2 separate regions of the Mus musculus genome follow, and region 1 is linked to region 2. The links are chromatin contacts, called in public promoter capture Hi-C maps. All regions are on one chromosome and are shown on one strand. The core of a region is the stretch at or near the end of the contact, and the rest is flanking DNA. Distances in the headings are between cores, read along the strand shown.

Region 1 (7,524 bases), core at 3,747-6,246, 420 kb after region 2:
TGTGTATGTATGTGTGCATGAATGTGTGTTTGTGAGAGCAAAGGTATGCATGCATGTGTATGTGTGGATGAAGGTGATGTGTGTATGTATGAAGGTATGTGTATATGTGTGTGTAAGCATGAATGTATGCATGTGTGCATGTCTGTCTGTGTGTGTGAGAGTGTGTGTGTGTTTGTGTGTGCATTCAGGTATTTGTACCAGTGTCCATGCAGATGTATGTGTATATGTGTGAAGCCAGAAGACACACTCTCTGGCCTGGAGCTGACCAAGTGGGCTAGACATACTGGCCAGTGAGCCCCAGAAATTCTCGTCTCCACCTCCCTAGCACTGGGATTCAGGCGGACCACCATGCTTGGCATTTTCATAACGTGAGTTCCGGGGATGGAGTTCAGCTCCTCCTGCTTGCAAGGCAAACTCTACCAACTGAATTCTCTCTCTGGCCCTAGCCCCAGTAATTTTTTCATTTTCATTGTGTGTGTGCGTGCACGTGCACACGTGCACATGCACCCATGTGTACATGCATACATGCGACAGGGCATGTGTGGAGATCACAGGGCAACTGTGGGAGCTGATCCTCTCCTTCCACCATGTGGGTTCTGGGGACCAAACTCGGGTCACCAGACTTGGTAGAAAGGGCCTTTCCCCTTTAAACCACCTTTCCCCTGCTGGCACTTTAGAGAGAACGACAGCAGCCCTCCCAGTTGCTGGCATTGGGACTTGAACTTGAGTGGCCCAGGTCCAGCCTTCTGCCTCTCCCCATGCACTGGGGGTGAGCATAAAGGGGTGGACTGGAGTGATGGCTTTCCCTTAGGCCCGCATGGTTCACCAGGGGCTGGCTTCTTGGAGGGAGGGGTGTGATTTGCTCCACCCTCACCCTGCTCTGCCCACCTCCCTCCTGCCCCCTGGTGTGGGGTCAGGACACTCACGTTACAGGCAGAGATGACACCGTCACCACCAGCGCACACCATCGTCTCCCGGACCTTGATGAACCACCAGTCCAACCTGGAGCACGTGGTGTGGTTCACTATGGGCTGCAGACCCTGCTGGAGCACTTCAGCAATGGGACCGTTGGCTGGGGAGAGAGCAGCCATGCAGGGAGTTAGCCTGGCCCTCGGCGCAGCCCTAGCTCTGACCTCCAGCCAGTGTACAGAAGGTTGTGGGAACCATGGGTATGCCCCTCATTGAGATGGTTCATGTCTTTGGGTCACAGTTCCTTGGGGGACTATGTGCCTTTATGAAGTCTTAATTTTTCTTCCCCTTTATGTTTTACTGTGCCAAGGATCAAACTCAGGCCTCTGAGTAGGCTAGGCAAGCACTCTACCACTGAACTAAATCCCTAGGCTTCTCTTAACTTTTCATTTTGTGACAGGGTCTCCCTGTGTTGCCCAGGCTGGTCTCTGACTCACTCTGTACTGAGGCAGGTTGACCTGTGGCCCTTCTGCCTCAGCTGGGATCTTGGGGCCTTGTCCATCATTTCCTTCCTTCACTCCATCTTTAGGGGCCATATCTAAAGACTTTCCTCCCCCAGGAGGTCCTAAGAGCTAACCTCTGCTATCTCCAAGTCTTTTTTTTTTTTTTTTTTTGGTTTTTCGAGACAGGGTTTCTCTGTGTAGCCCTGGCTATCCTGGAACTCACTCTGTAGACCAGGCTGGCCTCGAACTCAGAAATCCGCCTGCCTCTGCCTCCCAAGTGCTGGGATTAAAGGCGTGCACCACCACGCCCGGCTCTATCTCCAAGTCTTAATAGCTCTAATTCCCATTCTACCATCTGGTTCAGGCATCTTTTTGGGCATGTGTTTGCCATGAGATCTAGCCTCCTACCCTTAAGGGGACAGTTAGTTTATTATTTTGATACAGGTTCTCATGTAACCTAGGTTAACCTCCCTGTGAAGTAACCTTGAACTCTTGATTTTCCACTTCCACCTTTCAAGTTTTGCATCACAGGCCTGCCTCTTATTTTTAGCTTATTTCTATGGCTAAGGCAATGAGCCCATCCCTGTTCTAGCCTATTTAATCCTTGTGTCAGCCGTCACCTTCACTTGTGACATGCTTGTCACGTGGTCTGGGTTAAATAATAAGTACTAGCTGTTATTATCACATGGGAGACATGCTGATCGACAGTGGCACCTCCTTCGCGAAGCCTCGGGGATTTCTCTGTGCTGGCTGTACTCACTCCAGAGGCGACCCCAGCCAGTGACATAGCAGGGATAGTCCCCAGGCAGCAAGGAATCTTGCTCTGGGATACAGGCCACCTGGATGGTGTCGCTCAGCTCCACAGGCTCAGCCAACTTGATGATGGCGATGTCGTTCCTAGAATGCAAAGTGGACAGAAGGCAGTGCTGGGTGTCGAGCTTTGGTGGCTAGGGATCTGCTAGCAGCTAGGTAACAAAGCTGGGGGCAGGAGGGACTCTGGATGACAAATGGCTCGTGTGTGTGTGTGTGTGTGTGTGTGTGTGTGTGTGTGTGTGTGTGCAGAGGCCAGAAGACATCAGATGTCCTGGTCTAACCCTCACCACGGTATTCCCTGGACAGTATCTCTCACCAGACTGAGGCTGGCAGCCGGCAATCCCTAGCAATCCTTAAGTCTCCCCTTCCCACAGCACTGGGGTTACCACACACAGCTTCTCATGTGAGTGCTGGGATCTGAACTGGGGTCCCCCGGCTTGCACAGTGTGCTGTCTATGTCTGATTGATGGGCTGGTGGTCCTGGTGAGTAAGCCGTGGGGAGCAAGCCAGTAAGCAGCATCCCTCCATGGCCTCTGCATCAGCTCCTGCCTCCAGGTTCCTGCCCTGCTCGAGCTCTTGTTCCAGTTTCCTCAGTGCTGGGCTGTCACCTGGAAGTCTACGATAAAACAAACCTTGCCGAGTAGTGATGGCAGACGCCTTTAATCACAGCACTCTGGAAGCAGAGGCAGGTTTTGACAATCAAAAACAAAAGATAAATCCTTTTCTTGCCAAGTTGCTTTCGGCATATTTACCACCACCGCAGAAACCCTAAGACACACAGCAAGTGCTCTTAACCATGCAGCCACCTTTCCAGCCCTAAGCGACCTTCCAGTAGGTGCATCTGTCCCCTAAGATGTGACTTCTTCCCCCTATGCCAGTTCATGAGAGCTCAACAGAGTGAGCTCTTCAGGACCACTGTAAAGGGCCTGGGAAGGAGCTGCAGCCGGCCCAGTATGATCACAAAGGCCTGTGCAGGTTCATTTAACTACTCTCTGCTGCCAGAGAGAGAGACAATTGGTGATCCGGTGGTGACGTGGACCACATTTCTGTCTCTCTGTCTCTGTGTCTTTCTCTGTCTCTCTCTCTTTAGCTTTAGTTTTTTGAGATAGGGGTTTGTTTTTGGATAGTCTTAGCTGTTCTGACCTTGAACTCAGATCTGCTTGCCTCTGCTTCCTGAGTCCTGGGCTTAAAGATGTGCACCACCCCTACCATCTGGCTGTTGCGTTGTTTGTTTTGAGACAGTATCTCTCTCTCTCTCTTTTTCTCTCTCTCTCTCAAGATTTATGTATTTCATGTATGTGAGTACACTGGATGTACACACCAGAAGGCACCAGATCCCATTACAGATGGTTGTGAGCCACCATGTGGTTGCTGGGAATTGAACTCAGGACCTCTGGAAGAGCAGTCAGTGTTCTTAACCACTGAGTCATCTTTCCAGGCAGAGACAGAGTCTCTTTACATAGCTCTGACTGTCCTGGAACTCATGCAGACCAAACTGCTGGCCTTGAACTTACAGAGATCCTCCAGCCTTAAAGGGGATTAAAGGCATGTGCCAGCAAGCTCCACATGGATTCTCTCTCTCTCTCCTTCCTCTCTCCTCTTCTCCTCCTCCTCCTCCTCCTTCTCCCCCACCCTACGACAGGGTTTCCCTGTGTAGCTCTGGCTGTCCTGGAACTCACTCTGTAGACCAGGCTGGCCTCGAACTCAGAAAGGCCTCTACCTCCCAGGTGCTGGGATTAAAGGCGTATGCCACCAACTCCACCACTGCCAGGCTGGAGTGTATTTCTTAACTTCTCTTAGCTTTAGTTCCCTGTCTAGGGTTGTTGTGAGACTTAGAGGAGAGATGGCGTCTCACATGCCTGTTGCAATCTGGGCAGGCGCTCAGCACTCCGTATAGGTGACTCTTGGCTCAGCCTCTGGCTGAGTGAATTCTGGACAGCATGGTGGGAGCCTCAGGGATAGAGATTCCCGTGTACTTCACCCATATCCTTGGTCAGTGTGAAGGTCTGAGTGAGTGCCATCCTGTATTCCTGCCAGCTGGGCATGCCGAGAGCTGGGGCCAGACTCTGTGGCTCCATCTTGGGGACCCTTCTCCCGTGCTGCACCAGGGCTGGCTCTCACCACAGCAGAAGACGGTTCCACTTCTCATGGACGTAGATGGTATCCACCTCCGCGTACACGGAGCCTTCCTCATCCTCCACTGTCAGGTTATACTTCCCCAGGCCCACGCGGTAGGTCAAGTTTGTGCTAGAGGTGGGAAGGAGAGATGTCAAATGGCCTCAGGCAGGGCCAACAGGGAACTGAGAGCTTTAGGGGCCTGGTCCTCTTCTGACAGCAGGGCTTTGCGGGAAGGGGGAAGTCTGTTCCCATAGCCCCTGTACAAGATTGGAGAAGAACCACAGCTTAGAGCCAGGGTCTCGGTCAGGTGGGGACTTTACCTTGCTGCTCTAGACTGGCAGACTAGGAGAGGCCAAGCTGCCCGCTGTCAACTCAGGCTTCCACGTGGCTGTAGGCACCTGAGTGACACCTGCTTGGCTCTGTCCTCCCTAGTACAAGCTCCTCCTGCCCTGAGATGGCAGGCGAGTGAGCACCATCATACCTGCTGAGGAGCTAACTCACACCCTGAAGCCCTTCCCACAGCAATGTCTCTCTCTAGTCATACTGTGGTCCTTGCATACACGCCCTGACTCCTCCCCCACCCCTATTTCCGCCCCCCCCCCCCAATCCTCACACTGTGCTCCCAGAAGGCCACCTCAGTTCTCAGAGTCTCCCACTTCAGGCTGATCCTGGAATCCCACAGATCAGTGAGTGATCTTCCTTTTGTGTCTTTGCCCAGATCCATTGGTCTTTCTTCCCATCTCTTTCTTTCCCCCCCACTTCCTCCTTCCCTCTTTACCTCTTTACCCTGCCTCTTTCCTTCTTTCTTCGTTTTAGCCCAGGCTGGCCTCAAATGCATAGCCAAGGATAGTCTTCAACCTCTGAACCTCTGATCTCCCTTCCTCTACTTCTCAAGTGACCAGGTTACAGGTGTGTATTAGCACACCTGTTTTTATGTGACATTAGGGTGTGTGTGTGTGTGTGTACATGTATCCAGGGCTTTGTGTATGCTAAGAAGGAACTCCACCAACTAAGCTATACCCCCAGTTCCCTTATTTTATGATTTTAATCCCTCCCTCCCTCCCTCCTACTTCCAGGCTATCTTCTTTTAACTTGAGCCAGAACCACCTTGTGCCCTCCCCCTTCTTCCAGCCTCATTTTTGTTTGACAAATTACACGTCGACTTGTTCATATGCCAACTGAATACTACTACACTTGATCTTAGCCAAAAGGCCGAGAAGCGATATGTCAACTGAATTAACAAACAGGCGAGTCAGCCGAGGACAGCAGCTAACAGAGCCCAGTGCCTGGACTGTTGGCTCCTCGCTGGTCTCCAGGTGTCGCTCCCACTCACTTGATGCAGTGGGCAGCAGTGAGGACGTGGCTGGTGGTGATGAGACTGCCCCCACAGGTGTGCCTCCAAGTGTCATCCCTGAGGTACTGAAGAGAGACCTGCAGAAGGACCTTGAGTCAGCCCTCCGGGGATGCCCAGCCCTGCCCCTCCCACCCCTGTATCTGCCTCGAAGCAAGCTTACCTGCCAAGGCCAGCTTTGGGGACAGCATCCTCTCCTCCTACCACTCTGGCTGACAGGTTGGGTGGGAAGGTGGGGTCCCCACAGCTGGAGGCTGGGGAGAGAGGGAGGTGCAGGTGAGCAGGCTGGCCCTCTGGGTAGGGGGAGATGGGAAAGCTCCTGTTTGGTGGTTCATATTCTACTTTGTGACTGGGGAGAGTCCACATGTGTGTGTGTGTGTGTGTGTGTGTGTGTGTGTGTGTGTGTGTGTGATGCAGGAAGAATGACCTCAATCAGGGAGTCTCCCGAGAACTAAGCCACTTGACACATTTAAAGAACCACACAGAAGGAGAAGTGGGAGCAACAGGCAGTGACTGGTGCTCTTGAGGGACTAAGGCTATCTTCTGTAGGTCACAGTGCAGTGTGTGATGGAGGGCCACTCAACATGGACCACTCAGAGTCCCACACTATCATGTCTCTGTCTCGGACATTGTGTGGATGAGTTAAGAGTGTCTGCTCTGAGGTGAGGCGATGGAGCCGGCATTCTGGCTGTTAGGCAGTATGTGGTCTTCTGGCAGGATACTGAGCTCCACTGGACCTCCGAGTTCCCGCTGTTGAATGGAGACAGAGACAGACCCAGTACATGTAGGGTCTAGCTTGCTCTTGTGTCTAGAGAGCCCTTAGGATTCTTAGTCAAGAGCTTTCACTTGTCAAAACCAAACCAAACACCGGTCACAACCTCAGTTTGTGATCTGGGAGAATGTCACCAATAAACGGGAGAGCAAAGAACTCTGTGGGACTGGGGCTCCCTGGAGTGAACCCAGAGTGAAGTGCCTACTGTGGGCTTTGTTCAGGGTCACCTGACTAAACCTCAAACTCTGGAGGAAGCTCTCCATCCCTTCTCCAGGACCTACCAATCTGGAAGAGGCTCAACCAACACACAGATGCTCGCTCAGTGGGTGAATCCACACAGGACCCCAAAAGTGCCTTTTGGGGGAGCAGAGGACGCCCCCAAGGCCAGCTTGATCTTACAACCAGCTGGCTGCAGCTGGTCCCCACTCCCAAGCTTACCGCAGGCCAGGATGGCAGCGAGGACTGTAATTCCCAACATGGTTCAGGTGTTGAGGACTGGCTGGTGTGACCAGGCAGGGCATTTATAGGCATCCGAGACAGGAGGTGAGGCCACAGGGGCCAATGCTGAGCTAAGTCTGGGACAAACCTGTCCGGACAAGGCCTTTCCCTAACCTTGGTAATGACTGTTTAATTTGGGTAGGCCATGTGGTTGGCTAGAAGCATGGGGTTTCCAAGGTGGAGTGCATTCAGCCAGCCTCCTTTTTCTGTCAGAGCATGTGGAACTGAACTCCAGGGCTGCCGTCTGCCTTTGAAGATGTTGTGACTCGGTTTGTATATTTTTCTACTGATTTTTACTTTATTGTGATTACTTTTACAATGTAATGTGGAGAGCTCTTGGTGCCCCTTCAAGAGCATTGGCAAGAATGATTTACATTAGACTGGGACAAGGAAGTGGGCACAAGATAAATACAACTGAAAGATGTGTTCTTTTTTTGTTTTTGTTTTTGTTTTTGTTTTTTTTTGAAAGGTTTATTTATTTCATGTCTATGAGTACACTGTAGCTGTCTTCAGACACACCAAAAGAGGACATCGGATCCCATGACGGATGGTTGTGAGCC
Region 2 (6,479 bases), core at 2,902-5,401:
TGTTCTCTGAGCTCACATTGACAGTCTCATCTTGTTCAGGGGTGGAGAGGAAGGCAAGAGTGGTGAACTGGAAGGGCTGGAGGCTGCCAGGGCTTGGCAAGGAAATGAATGAACTTTTAGCATCTAAATCTCAGAAAACTGTGGTGTGTGTGTGTGTGTGTGTGTGTGTGTGTGTGTGTGTGTGTAAATATGTGTGTGCCTATGTGTCTATGTATGTGTGTATGTATATGTTTGTGTGTGTGTAAATATGTTTGTATATGTGTGTGTGCATATATATGTTTATGTGTGTGCATTTGTGTGTTCGTGTGCATGTGTCTGTGTGTGTGCCCACACACATGTGCACACGCATGTGAGCACTGTTCTGCCATTCAGTATGGCCTCTGTATGCCTGTGAGTTGAAGTAATGACACCACTTTGCCGATGCTTGATAGAAGGTCAGAGAGATGTCATCTCTTACCGATGGTCACAGCAGAGGCTGAACTCGGGCCCAGTCTGTCTTCTGTCCCATTTCTGAGCTCCCAAGGTTTTAGTAGGGCAGTGGCCACAATATAGAGAATGTGAACTCAGTGCCACTTTTAGAAGATATGGGGGCTGGTGATGCAGCATGGCTAGTAGAGTGCCTCGCTAGCACGCGTGAAGCCCTGAGTTTGGTTCCCGACACTGCCTGAGCTCAGTGAGGAGCACATGCCCGAAGCCCCAGTTCTTGGGAGGCAGAGGCAGGAGGGTTACAAGTTGATGCTCATCTTCCATTACAGAGCAAATTGGAGTGAAACCTGGTCTGTGTGACCCTGTGTCAAGAAGGAGGAGGTGAAGAGGAAGAGGAAGAGGAATGGGGGGGGGGTAAATTCCCCTCTCCCCCTGCTTCTGCAGTCAAAGCTGCCACTCTTCCAGTGACTGGTTAAAATCCAAGACTCTTAACTGCCTCTAACCCCAGTCACTTCAAAATTGGAGTGGCTATGTTTTCTATGATGTCAAAGTGGGTGGGAGCCTACTGTTCTGCACAGCCAGGGCCACCCTCCCCTCACCCATCTATCAACAGATGGTTAGCTGTTCTGTTGACAACCCAAACATGTCTCCAGTACTGGGCAGCTAGCTAGCACTAGCTGACCACACATGTCCACACCCTACTGGGAGCACCAGGAAGCTGAGACAGGACTGCCAGGGTAACACCCTCTTAAATGCACTAACCCTACCTGCCATTCCCCTACCCCAAGAAGGCCTTCCTCCTAGCCTCAGTGCCAGGAGCCACAGAGGCAGCTACCGGGCTAGGACAGCTCCGAAGCCAGAGAGGATCTGTCACCAACTCCTTCCTCACTCGGGTCCTTGGTCACTTCTGTCCCATGAGTCTTGCGGCATGGCTTGCCTGCCTCATTCACCTAAGTTTCCCAGGCCCAAACATCACCCAAGAGGTGTTCTGTAAACAGATTCCTAACTCTGGCCTTCAGGCTGGCTGGAGCTGAGGGCAAAGAATTCCTGGTCCTCAGAAGTCCATTCAGAAGTAAGTATGTATATATGTATGTATGTATGTATGTATGTATGTATGTATGTATGTATGTATGTATGTATGTATTAAATCACCAGGCTTATTTTTTAAAGATTTATTTATTATTATACACAAGTACACTGTAGCTGTCTTCAGATGTGCCAGAAGAGGGCATCAGATCTCATTACGGGTGGTTGTGAGCCACCATGTGGTTTCTGGGATTTGAACTCAGGACCTTCGGAAGAGCAGTCAGTGCTCTTACCTTCTGAGCCATCTTGCCAGCCCCCAATCACCAGGTTTATTTTGGGCTGGAGAGATGGCTCAGTAGTTAAGAGCACTTGTCCCTGAAGAGGACCCCTGTTCGATTTCCAGCCCCCCACTTACAACCATCCATAACTCCAGTTCCAGGGGATCCAATATCCTCTTCTGGTCTCCATGGGCACACAGCATGCATGTGGTACCCAAGTATACATGCAGACAAAACACTCACTCGCTTATTTTCTTTTTAATTGTGTGTCTATGTGTGGGTGAATGAGTGTAGTACCCACAGAAGTCAGAGGATGGTGTTGGATGCCTTGGAACTGGAGTTCGAGGTGGTTATGAGCTGCTGTTGTGGGTGCTGAGAGCCAAAGTCAGGTCCTCAGCAAAAGCAGTATGCTGAGGTATCTCTGCAGCCACCAGAAAGTATGCTGAGGTATCTCTGCAGCCACCAGAAAGTATGCTGAGGTATCTCTGCAGCCACCAGAAAGTATGCTGAGGTATCTCTGCAGCCACCAGAAAGAATGGGGGGAGCACCTGTGTTTGTGAAAATGCTCCCAGAAAGGAAGATGCCCCAAATGTAAGGGACTGAACCGTCATCTTTTTGGGAATTTTGATTTGGAGTATGTATGTATGTATGTATGTATGTATTGTGTATGTATGTATGTATGTAGTATGTATTATGTATGTATGTAGTATGTATGTATGTATGTATACTAATTTGTGTGTAAAAATGCTTGCCTGCCTATATGTCTGTGCACCACATGTGTGCCTGGTGCTCGTTGTGGAACCAGAAGAGGGCATTGGAGCGCCTGGATCTGGAGTTACAGAGTGTCCTGAGCCACCACGTAGCTGGGAATCACACCCTGGTCCTCTGGAAGAGCAGCCAGTGCTCTTACCTACTGAGCTACCTCTCAGCCCCTGAGGTTCTTGGTTTTTTGTTTTTGGTTTTTGGTTTTTCGAGACAGGGTTTCTCTGTATAGCTCTGGCTCTCCTGGAACTCACTCTTGTAGACCAGGCTGGCCTCGAACTCAGAAATACGCCTGCCTCTGCCTCCCGAGTGCTGGGATTAAAGGCGTGCGCCACCACGCCCCGCTCGAGGTTCTTGTTTTTGACAGTCTCATACTTGTGTACGATCCACTGAGATCGCCTTCACCGCACTCCCAGATTCTCTGTCGCCCCGCCCCTATGCTCCTTCCTGCTAACACCCCCGCTTTTATGCAAAGGTTCCTCTTTTCCCCAGGCCCCATGCAGACAGCCACGGCTTCTGTGTAGTCATGCTTGCAAGGTCATGTCATCCGCAGGTGACAGCACCCCACCACACACCTCCCTCCATCCTCCCATCCCCTCTCTGTGGTGCTCCTTGGACTTTGGAGAGGCTATTGTTTTGGGTGTTTTTCAAACAGGGTTTCAGGAATAATGACCTCCAGCTTCCTATGAAGCCGAGGCTGACCTTGAACTCCCGATCCTCCAGGGGCAACAGGCATGTCCCACCACACCCAACTATGGACCAGATCGGCTCTGAAACTCCTCTCGTCTCTGGGATCTGGCAGAGAAGCATGTCTGGTGTCAGGAGAATGACCTTGGTGACCTTTCGAGGTCCTGCCTGGCCACTGAAGCCAGCACTCAATATTTATGTGGATGACTGCTCAGGAGTGTGGGGAAAGGAGGGGGGATGGTGGGCGGGCGTGGGGGAGTAAAGCGAGCTGACACCCAGCGGCAGTGACTCAGGCCCTCAGCACCGTGACAGTGACAGCGTGTCTGCTTTTAGCTGGTGGCTCTTGTGTCCCTGGCGGGCTTCTCCAGGGGGCCCCCCACCTCTGTCTGTCTCACCTCAGTACCGGTGAGCCTCTGAAGCCTTGCCAGACACACTTCAGCTGGGACTGGCAACACAAACTAAAGTTGCAGTAGGAATCTGGGGGTTGACAGAGCCCTCTATCTCCAGCCATTATTCTGGCCCCCAGCTGTGTCCAGTCCTGTTCTCACTTCACAAATCACTGGGGATGCAGCTGGAGCCAAAGACAAGAAGGGCGGTCCCCACACCTTCAGGAACTCGCAGGTTGATGGGGAAAGACAGGTGAACCTCCTCAGGATTAGGGACTAGGGGAAACCACAGAGAGGTCTCAGAACTCACAAAAACTGTCACTCTGCCAGGTGTTGGGGGACTCTGAACAGAAGGAGCCCTGTGTGGGCTGGAGAAAGCAGAGGCTTCCATGGGAGAGCGAGAGGAGGTGGTTATATGGGGAGGTGAAGATCTGGAGAAGTGTACTCCAAAATTAAGGCATGGGCTGAGCGCTTCCCTAGGCTTCTGCCTCCTGCCCAGCATCAGAATCCGGGATTCTACTCAAAAGTCAACGGAAAAAGAGGAGATTCTCGGACACAGGGGTCTAGCACATCTGGATGGAATCCCAGCCATTCCAACGTACTTAGGTTCAGCCCACCCCTCCTAGGAGGCTGTATTTCCTGGTCTGGAAACTGGCCTCAAAGCTCCTCTTTTTGAGTTGTGTTAAGATCAAAGAGGGCTCTGCTGGGAAGAGACAGCAGTGGCCAGAGACATCGTGGAAGCCGGAGCTAAGGCACCTGTCAGCGGTCGACCTTACCTGGATGTGAAATCATGTGACTAGGACGCTTGGGCAGACACCAACTCTGAGCCTGAGGTAGAGCGAGCAGACTGTTCCCAGCAACTTTGCCCCTTAGACCTTTCGTGTTATCTGCTCTTTCCCTGAAGCTGGGCCCAACCCCACCCCCACAGCCTCAACTCCAGCCGCCAGCTCTCTTTTCCTCTGCCTCTTATGGTCCTGGGAGTGGGGATAAGGTGAAGAATCACCAGTCCCTGTGGCAGATGACAGGGGTCACCCACACGTTCTATCTCCCCTCCCTGGGCTTTCTCAGCCTTCCCTAAGAGATAGCTGGACCTGGAGCGCCTCGGAATCCCTCGGGGTACCTGCATGTATATACTCTCTCCTCAGGAGTCTAATAAGGGAGGCACAGGCCCTGGGGGGCACAGTACAAGAGGAGAGGAGGGTCCCAGGCTATCGAGGGGACCAACAAACCACGAAGTCCTGGGGACAGGCACAGGGCAGGACCCACCCCCTGCCCTGGCAGGTACAGAGGTCCTTGGGGCTGGAGCTCTGGACTAACAGTGCCAGGTGGTGAGCTCAGCCTTGCAACCCTGCCCTCCTGTGTCGGGCTGTCAGCAGAGCCGTTTCTCCCAAGAAGATTTCCAGGCCCCTCTGGGCAATGAAGAGGCCTAAATTTAGCCAGCAGACAAGGGGCTGGCCTCGAGCCCAGGGACAGTTGGGCCTTATAAAGCGCTGGCAGTCAGGGGCCCCGGCACGCTTCCGTGGAGGCCTGGACCCACTCGTTTCTCCAGCCCAGCCCCTGCCCGTCTGGACAGGGACCCCCGCTGCCTGTGGATGAGCCATCGGACCTCCTCCGCCTTCAGAGCGGAGAGAAGCTTCCGTTCCTCTTCCTCCTCCTCCTCCTCCTCTTCTTCTTCGGCCTCCCGTGCCCTTCCAGCCCAGGACCCACCCATGGAGAAGGCTTTGAGCATGTTTTCAGACGACTTTGGCAGTTTTATGCTGCCCCACTCGGAGCCCCTGGCCTTCCCAGGCAAGTGCTGGGGCTCTGAGGGGAGGGGAGGGCCACAGGTGGGGGACATCTGCTCCAGGCCATCGCCGAGCATGCTGTGGCCACCCACCTGCCAGACATAGGTGCCGCATGGGTCACAGCCATATGTGGCTGTCAAGGTAGACCTGGCCACCAAGACAGATGTGGCTACGATATAGGTGGGCTACCTGGGACCCTAGGGGTGAGATGTGAATCAAATAGTCTCATATGGCCAGTGTCATAGCGGGAGCCCTGGAGGGCTGGCGCTGGGACTGAGGGGCGGCTGGCCCTTCAGAGCTTCCAGGTCAAATTGCTAAAGGGGGAACTTGTCTGCGTAGACACAGATTGAGGTGCGTGAGGCTCACCTCACTCCATCCCTCGGGGACAAGGTAGGCTGCAAAAGTGAGGCGAGGGGCTGTTGTCTGGGAGAGTCACTCATTTCCCCAAGAGAAGAGCAGAGACCCTGAGGGTCTGAGGCTCCGGCTTGCCTGGTGCCCAGCTTATATAGCAGCCTTGCCCACAGCCCGTCCCGGGGGCCAAGGAAACATCAAGACCCTCGGGGATGCCTACGAGTTTACAGTGGACATGAGAGACTTCTCCCCTGAAGACATCATTGTCACCACCTTCAACAACCACATCGAGGTGCGGGCTGAGAAGGTGAGTCTGGCCCCTGGCCCGCCCCAGGGTCCCCACCTTTGCTCCTGCACTCTGCCTGGTCTAGCCTGGTCTCTGGGCCCTACTTTCCCCCTATCTTTGTAGGCTTCGTACCCTGATTTATGTTCCTTCCCTGTCTGTACCCAGGGTAAACTACAGCCCTTTCCCAGTGGGCTCACGGGCCAGGGACCTTTACAGTCCCTCTCCAACCTAAGGGTCACAGAACCTGTCTTTGGGGACCATGCCATGGCACCTGAGGACCCTCTAGGGATGGGCAAGGGATCCTGGGATGAGGTCAGAGAGGAACCTGAGTGATGGAGATGTAAGGGGGGTGAGGAGATGAGGACAGTCACCATGGTGGAAAGTGACCACGGTGCAGGAGGGACAGCTCCCTGGCACAGGGTAGAGGAGGTGGCAATGACACACCCAACCTGGGCAACACGGTCCATTCCTACCACATCTCTACCTCGCCTTC

Evidence for each region. Promoter capture Hi-C pulls out the DNA fragments that hold promoters and counts their contacts.
Region 1: a promoter capture Hi-C map of pre-B cells shows a contact between it and region 2, with 2.7 times the contacts expected there. The contact joins the promoter of Ctrcos here to the promoter of Hspb7 in region 2. A contact is called at or near these places in 14 of 39 promoter capture datasets (the 3T3-L1 cell line, 3T3-L1-derived adipocytes, the C10 cell line and 8 more) and 2 of 484 Hi-C or Micro-C datasets (B cells and liver).

What each region holds. Positions count from the first base shown.
Region 1 is chr4:141,839,325-141,846,848 of GRCm38.p6, forward strand. It overlaps Ctrcos (chymotrypsin C (caldecrin), opposite strand), which reads left to right and starts at 4,997. Exons shown (of 3, transcript NR_040641.1): 1 at 4,997-5,029; 2 at 7,178-7,233; 3 at 7,434-7,524. It also overlaps the pseudogene Ctrc.
Region 2 is chr4:141,416,628-141,423,106 of GRCm38.p6, forward strand. Hspb7 (heat shock protein family, member 7 (cardiovascular)) reads left to right here and starts at 4,152. Exons shown (of 3, transcript NM_013868.4): 1 at 4,152-5,353; 2 at 5,874-6,007. The coding sequence starts at 5,158.